Linked DNA regions of Sus scrofa: region 2 is linked to region 1. A link is a contact called in public HiChIP or PLAC-seq data. All regions are on one chromosome and are shown on one strand. The core of a region is the stretch at or near the end of the contact, and the rest is flanking DNA. Distances in the headings are between cores, read along the strand shown. Region 1 holds the start of FUOM (fucose mutarotase). Region 2 holds the start of ADAM8 (disintegrin and metalloproteinase domain-containing protein 8).

What was found. HiChIP or PLAC-seq counts read pairs in DNA pulled down with a chosen protein or histone mark.
Region 2: an H3K27ac HiChIP or PLAC-seq map of alveolar macrophages shows a contact between it and region 1. The contact joins the promoter of ADAM8 here to the promoter of FUOM in region 1. A contact is called at or near these places in 1 of 47 Hi-C or Micro-C datasets (epiblast stem cells) and 1 of 2 datasets of contacts at active chromatin or transcription factors (alveolar macrophages).

The regions. Positions count from the first base shown.
Region 1 is chr14:141,335,292-141,338,884 of Sscrofa11.1, forward strand. FUOM (fucose mutarotase) reads right to left here and starts at 1,337. Exons shown (of 6, transcript XM_001927817.6): 1 at 699-1,337; 2 at 1-53. The coding sequence starts at 783.
Region 2 is chr14:141,232,453-141,235,895 of Sscrofa11.1, forward strand. It overlaps ADAM8 (disintegrin and metalloproteinase domain-containing protein 8), which reads right to left and starts at 1,276. Exons shown (of 24, transcript XM_021073932.1): 1 at 1-1,276. It overlaps TUBGCP2 (gamma-tubulin complex component 2), which reads right to left. Exons shown (of 18, transcript XR_002338877.1): 17 at 2,665-2,865; 18 at 1,402-1,634.

The sequences.
Region 1 (3,593 bases), core at 87-2,586:
CTCCGGGCCACACCTGCAGACGGAGGACGTGGGGAAGTTCACATCTGCAAGGACTGAACGGCAGACACCGTTAGCGGCCGCGGTAGGTCCGCGCAGCCCCGGCGCGTTAGGCCACGCCCACTGCCCCTCCCATCTCCTCCGGGGGGTGGGGGAGCGGAGGGGGGCTGCACCTGTAGGAGGAGCTGCAGGTGTTACCAGAAAGCTGCCCGGAGGCCTGCCCAGCGTCTGCTCACGCAGCCCGGCCCAGGCTGATGGCCCAGGAGAAGAGAGGCCGCTGCAAACGTTAGGCACAGCCTTGGCGCAGGCGGTTGTGGCCCTTCGGGGCCGTGTGGGGAGGGTACTGGAGCATGAGGGCACGTAGGGCCTGAGGCGGAGTGTGTACTTCTTGGCCGCCCGAAGCCGCGGACATCCGGGCTAGAGGAGGAACCACACCTGCCCGGATACAGCCCCTCCCGGACCAAGGGCCATCGTCCTCGTGACCGCCCAGCCTTCGGTTTCCTGAAGAAGGCGGGGGCGGCCAAATCAATGCCCCCACCCAGGATCCGGCTCTAACCCGGCGCGAGGAGTCCGCTCCCAGACGGGACACAGCGTGAGACTGGACCCCTGCGGGGCCGGGGACGGCAGGGCCCCAGGGGCCTCGCCCGACTTCTATCCTGGGCACCGGGGTCTCCCCAAGGCTCTGCCCTGGCCGCGCTCACCGATCTCATCTCCGTGCCCCATTCGCGCCAGGGCGTAGAGCAGCTCCGGGGACAGCAGCGCGGGGATGCCCTTCAGCGCCACCATGCTCGCGGCGGGTGGAAGAGCGGCAGGCGGGGCGGAAGGGGGCGGGGCCGAGTCCACAGGGGCGGGGTCTGGACGGGATGGGCGTGACCCGAAGGGAGCCCCGGCTGCCGGAAGCCGCGAGGCGGGTCCCCGATGCGGCACTGAGGCCTCGCGGTCTCGCTGGGCAGGTGCCCACGGCCAGCCCAGCCCCGCAGGCACCGCCTTTCGGGGCCTCGGGACCCTCGCCGGGTCCAGGACTCGGGCGTCCACGTGTGTTTGTGTTCCAAGCCTCCCCAGCGCCTTCCCTGCGTGAGGGCCTCCGACCCGCCCTCCACCCCGCACGCAGGGTCCGTGGCGCCGTCGGGTGGCGTGGATGGCGGCTCAGGGTGGACTTTTCTCCTGCACTCAACACTGTTCACACGAAGGACCCCTGAGGGCAGGCAGGTGTGACCTCCAGGCCAAGCGGGTGTGCGGAGAGCACCCCCTACCCTGTCTCAGGTGCCAGCCTGCCGAGACCCCCTCGGGAACCCGGGACAGCAGCGCGCTGACTCCCACCCCACTCCCAAGTCTAGGTGTCTACACTGTGGAGGGAGCACCTTCGGCGGGCCAGAGTCTCCTCCCCCCTTGACCTTTGGTCCCGGAGATTCGGAAGCCGGGACCATCTACCACACCGCGCTTCTCCATCCGGTCCTGCCACCTGCAATTCCGGTGGCAGAAGATGGCCGCTGCCCCAAAGGGGAGGCCACAGCCTCTCAGGCTCCAGGGCTGAGCCTGGCGCACAGATAAAGAATGCCATTTCAGTTCACAAAGCATGTTGAGGCCATCTGGACTTCAGCCACTGCAGCTGCCCCTGAGGGGGCCCTGAGGGAGAATGAGAAAGGAGAAAGACAGCACTGGCCCTGATGGGGTGCACATCAAAGGAGTGATTTCAAAGAACCCAGGCTCTTGCATCCCCCCCATACACAGAAAAGCCCTAAATTCTTTTTTTTTTTTTTTTTTGCTTTTCAGGGCTTCACCCGAGATGTATGGAGGTTCCCAGGCTACAGGTGGAATTGGAGTTACAGCTGCTGGCCTACACCACAGCCATAGCAACTCGGGATCTGAGCCATGTCTGCAACCTACACCACAGCTCACAAGCTTGGCCAGGGATCGAACCCTAGTCCTTAAGGGTACTAGTCAGATTCGTTCCTCTGAGCCATAATGGGAACTCAAGCCAGGGAAGTTTTAAGCTAAGGGTACATGCCTATTCATGAAGGGGCCTGAGCAGGGGAGAATGCAGCTTAGAGTTGGGCCAGAGGTGGACAGAGCCGGAGCTTCAGTCGATTGAAGCCAGGGGGATCCACCCCACCACCCCACCCTCCACCGGCCCGGGGCCCTAGCGCCTGCAGCTCTCCAGGTCTATTCTTCCGCGTGCCCCGAGGAGGAGCCAGGACCCTGCCGCATCACTGCACTGCGGCCTGCCTGCCTTTTTTCTGTCCCTGCATTCCTCTCTTCCCTTAAGATCATTAGTTACTGAGACCTGGTCAAGGGCAAGCACTGAGTCAGGCTTCGATCACAAAAATGGCTTAGGCCGAAACAGGCTTTCAGACCAGGAAAGCCATTCGTGGCTCTTTCTCCAGGGAACCCCCGCCTAGCTGCTTCTGCCCCTCTGCGTCTGCAAAACAGTCCCTCAGAGCTCACTGAGAGGCTGTATCTCGTTTAAACTCCTCAGCGCGTCCACCAGATAAAGCTTAATTCTCAACTTTCAGGTTGCACATTTTTTTCAGTCGACAGGTGTGATGGTGTTTTCTCCACATGGCAGGACCCCTGCTACGCCGCAGGACAGGCCACGCCACGGGGCAAGGGCACGGCTCCGAGAGGTGGGCTCTGCCCCCTGCTCCAACCAGGTAGACCTCTGTCACTCTTCCAACAGAACATGCTGGACATGGTGCTGCCTGGCTCCTGGGGCGGGTCACAAAGGGCTTCCTGCCGATTCTGCCTTCAGAACACCTGCCCTCGTGTGAAAACCAAAGGCCACTGGGAAAATCCCCCCGAGCAGACAAAAGCAGTGAGTCACACAAGCAGGGCGTCCTTCAGTTTCCTCTGCAGGATAAGGAAGGTCAACTTGATCTGGAACAAGTCTCGCTTATGCTTCTGAAAACAAAACTCAGTTTCCCCAAACTGGTATGAGGTGACCACTAAACAAGTCCCTGTCACATAAGAAAATAATCTTGTAACTATAAGAAATCATCACTGCCCACCCACTACATAAGCTGCTTATAACACCATCCTCTGAGCCTCAGTTTCTGTTTGGTTTGAGGGCTCCTGGTTTGCAGACTCTCTTTGCAATGTGTGCACAATTCATTTTACTAATTTCTACTTAAGTAATTTGTTGGTTCCACTTTTTTTTTTTTTTTTTTTTTTTTTTTAAGGGCCATGCCCTTGGCACGTGGAGGTTCCCAGGCTAGGGGTCTAATCGGAGCTGCTGCTCCTGGCCTACGCCAGAGCCACAGCCACGCCAGATCCCCAACCCACTGAGCGAGGCCAGGGATTGAAACTGCAACCTCATGGCTCCTAGTTGAATTCGTTTCCCCTGTGCCACGATGGGAACTCCCTGCTTCTATTTTTTTGTGAATTGCTGACATCAGAAACCCAGACTCGGGACTGGCAGGAAGCCCAAGAGAACGAGGGGCGCCCTCCTGAGGCATTCAGGCCACGGCCCCAGTTCAGCCCAGCAGATGCAGCATCAACCAGGCCAGTGAACAACTGGCCAGGCGGTTCCAGCTGAGGCCCCAGACTTCGGGAGCAGAGACGAGCTGCCCCAGGTGGCCTGTGTGGATTCCTGACCCGTA
Region 2 (3,443 bases), core at 26-2,525, 100 kb before region 1:
GTCCAGCAAAACTTGATAAGCACGGACCGAATTAACGCAGGGGTAGGTGGACACGCTGACCCGGGCCACTCTGGCCTGGTACCTGGGATTCAGGCCTCCTGCAGCTGGACTGGCTGGTGGGGCCCAAGCCTCGCTGCTGGATGTGCTCCCTGGGCCATGTCCAGGCTGCAGGTGAAAGGGCGTGGGGCCCACAGGGCTCCAGACCAGGCAGGCAACGGCCCACCATCTCCCCCAAAGTGAATGGCAGAAAAGCAAGACAAGGCGGGAAGGGCCACACACACTTTGGGGCATCTCGGGCGCAGGTGACAAGCCCCAAGGCCACAGTGACGGCGCAGGCAGCTCCTGTCCCTGAGCTCACACCCAACTGCGTGTTACGAAACCACGCAAACCCTCCTGGCAACTGCACTTCTCTTCTCTGGTGCCACATATGCCACCTGAAAGCAGAAGTGCCGAAGCAGCAAGCCCCTATTTGGGCAAAAACACCCACGGTGAGCTGCCCAGACCAGGACACTCGGCTCACCAAGGACGCCACACTGGTGGCCAGGACCCCCACCCTCCACCCCATGCCCACAGTCCGCTCCCTCCCACCGTCACCGCGTGCAACCTGGAGGTGCCTCAGAAAACCCCGCTGCCCAAGCCTAGGACAGGGGCCCGGGGCTTTGGGACTTGGGGTCAGATGGGCATCTGTGCTCAGCTCCCGAGTTGCACAAGCTGGGACTGCAGCAATTCGGTCAGCAGATAAGCCTGCTTACTCACAAGTCATGCCTGCACACACGGCAGCTGAGGAGAGGAAGCAGTTTGTGGCTTGCAGCCACCCCTCAGCTCCGGGCATCCCCTCCACAGGGCACCCCTGTCCTTGGGCACCCTCATCAACCCTCATCTGCCCAGGGGCCTCCTGGAGCGGATGGTCAGAACTCAATCTTGAAAATGGCACACGTGGAATTCAGCGGAAAGAGGCAGCTTGGCTGGGAAGGGCCCACAGCAGCACCAAGGTATTCACGGCAGGTCGCCCCCAGGAGGGCTGGACAAGGCTCGGCCCCACAGGACACAGCCCTTGGCCCAGGCAGCTCATCCATCCTCAGAGGTGACTCACATGCCAGGCCACTCCAGCTACAGGACCAGGGGCTCTGCTGCCCCCTGCTGCCCAGACCAAACCCAGGCCCACAGTTTGAGGGCTTCCTGCTGACCTCAGGGAGCCCTGCCCCAGTCACAGGGACAGGGGTGGGCACCAGGCTGCGACGGTGCCCCCGCGGCACCACGGAGACCGTGCTCACGTTGTTCAGATGCTGTGTGTTTTGACTGTGTCTTACTCGAGGCCAAAAAAATTCTTTAAAGTGACTCTGCTCAACTCAGAAGTGTCTGGTCTGAGTGTGTGAACCCTGAGAAACGACAGGAGATGAGTGCAGATGCTTCTAGACTTTATGCTTAAACAAGAACACACGCACACGAGTTCCAGGAACTCCTGATGAAAGACCTCTGAACTCATCCACCTGCAGCTTCACTGTGCGGTGACGGCGACCCTGGGCACTAGAGCTGGGGGCCCCCGAGGCCCGGGCACTGGGGGGGCTGCCTTCTGGCTCCTCTCTGCGGACAAGCGCTCTAGCCGCTCGGTGTAGAAGCCGTTAAAGTCAAGCCTGTGGGGAAGCAAGTGGGGTCCTTGCAGATATGGGGGCGGGGGCTCCCCTGGGGGCTGTGCTGGCAACCCCCTTTCCGGCCCACAGCGAAGGGCCGGCTCTGCCCCAGGCGCCGGGGTGCTCAGGTGGCCAGCACCCGTGGGCCCTGGGTTCCGCCTGCCCCAGCGTTGCTGGCATGGGAGCTGGGCCACAGGAGGACGCTAAGCTGAGACGGACGCCTCCAGGCCGGATGGCGGGGCTCTGCAACCCTGGCCCAGGACCCAGAGACGCCTGTGGGCAACACAGAGTGGTCCCGAGGCTTGGCTAAGTCTCAGGCGGCCCACCAGGCTGCCCCTCCCCACCAGGCGCCCCCCTCAAGTGAGAAGACCACCACGACCCCCTGAGGGGCAGGGACCCACAAACCCTGCTGGCCAGTCTGTAGCCACCACACCCCCGTCCTCTCCACACAGACCCTACGGACTCCTGCTCGCATCAGACCTGTATGCTGGCCGTTCCCAGGGTTGCTGAAGTGCACCCCAGACAGTCACGGCAGCTCGAGGTGCTGGTCTGAGGCACAGCCAGCCCCATGCACCCAGCAAGGCAGACCGGATGAGCTGACCGGACCCCCCCCCAACTGCTCCCAGCGACTTCCTGTCCCCCCGCTCCCCCCAGGACAGCACCTCATTGCTCACCTGCAAACAGGGCCAAAGGGCCCTTCTAGTGCCCTGGGTCCTGGCTCAGGCGCACAGCGCTGAGTGCAGTTGACCAGGGCCCTGGGGGCACTGACAAACTGGGGGACTGATGGGGCAACCCGGTGCCCACTGGTGAACACACACACGTGTGTGAGCACACCCATCTGGGAATGCACACACGTGAACACACACACGTGTACACGTGCTGTCCCCCCAGCAAGTGACCAGCAGTGGTGGCAGCAGAGGAAGGAGGCCAAGGACAGCGGCCTCAGCCGAGCCGATGTGGCCCCAGTCACACCTGCCCTGGGTGACGGAGGGTGCATGGCGAGCGGCGTGGACGCGAGGGCCGTGGCGCCCACCTGGAGATGACGCTGGCCATGCCGTGCTCGCAGTCGCTGGTGCTGTAGATGCTCAGCCGGGCCAGGAGGTCGAGCAGGTGCGCTGAGAAGTTCTTATCGAACTTGGTGATGGTGGCCTCAAAGCTGGAGGCCAGCTGCGGAGCGTCCACGTGCTCGGCCAGGCACTGCAAGACACGCCACCTCCGGCGGCTCAGCCTTTCTCTTTTTTTTAATAGAAGAAAGTGTCTTGGGAAGTTTTCAGTGATAAGAGGTAAAAAGACAGGCCAGTGTGAAAATTCCTGAGACGCAGGACATGCTGCGGTAGCTGGCCTGCCTCCCCTGCCACTGGGCGCCCGGAAGAAGCGGGCCCCGGATCGTGCAGCCCAGGGATTGAAGCTGACCCTGTTTTCTCTGGGTGGGGGCGCACCCTGGGCTGTCCGCCCGCCCCCCGGGATGCAGCTGCTGAGCCGCCTGCCCCTTCCGGTTCAAGACAGACCTCTGCCACAGCCACTGCGGGACCCACAGCCCCAGCCTCTGCGGTGCGCCCTCAGCCCAGCCCCACCACCTCACCCCGACACCCCTGGGGAAGTGGCCTCGCCCGGAGCGCGGCAGGCTGGGCTCTGCACCGTGGAAAGCGAGGCGCTCTGTGCCTGCGTCGGGCACGCCACCTACGACGGCCTTTTCTCTCATCGGGGGAAGAGGAGTGGGAGGGTGGCGGCGGGGCGGCAGCGAGGTTGCAGTCCTTACGCCGCGTCAAACCCGAGTGGGAGGAAGGAGGTCCCTGGGACCCCGCCGGGCCA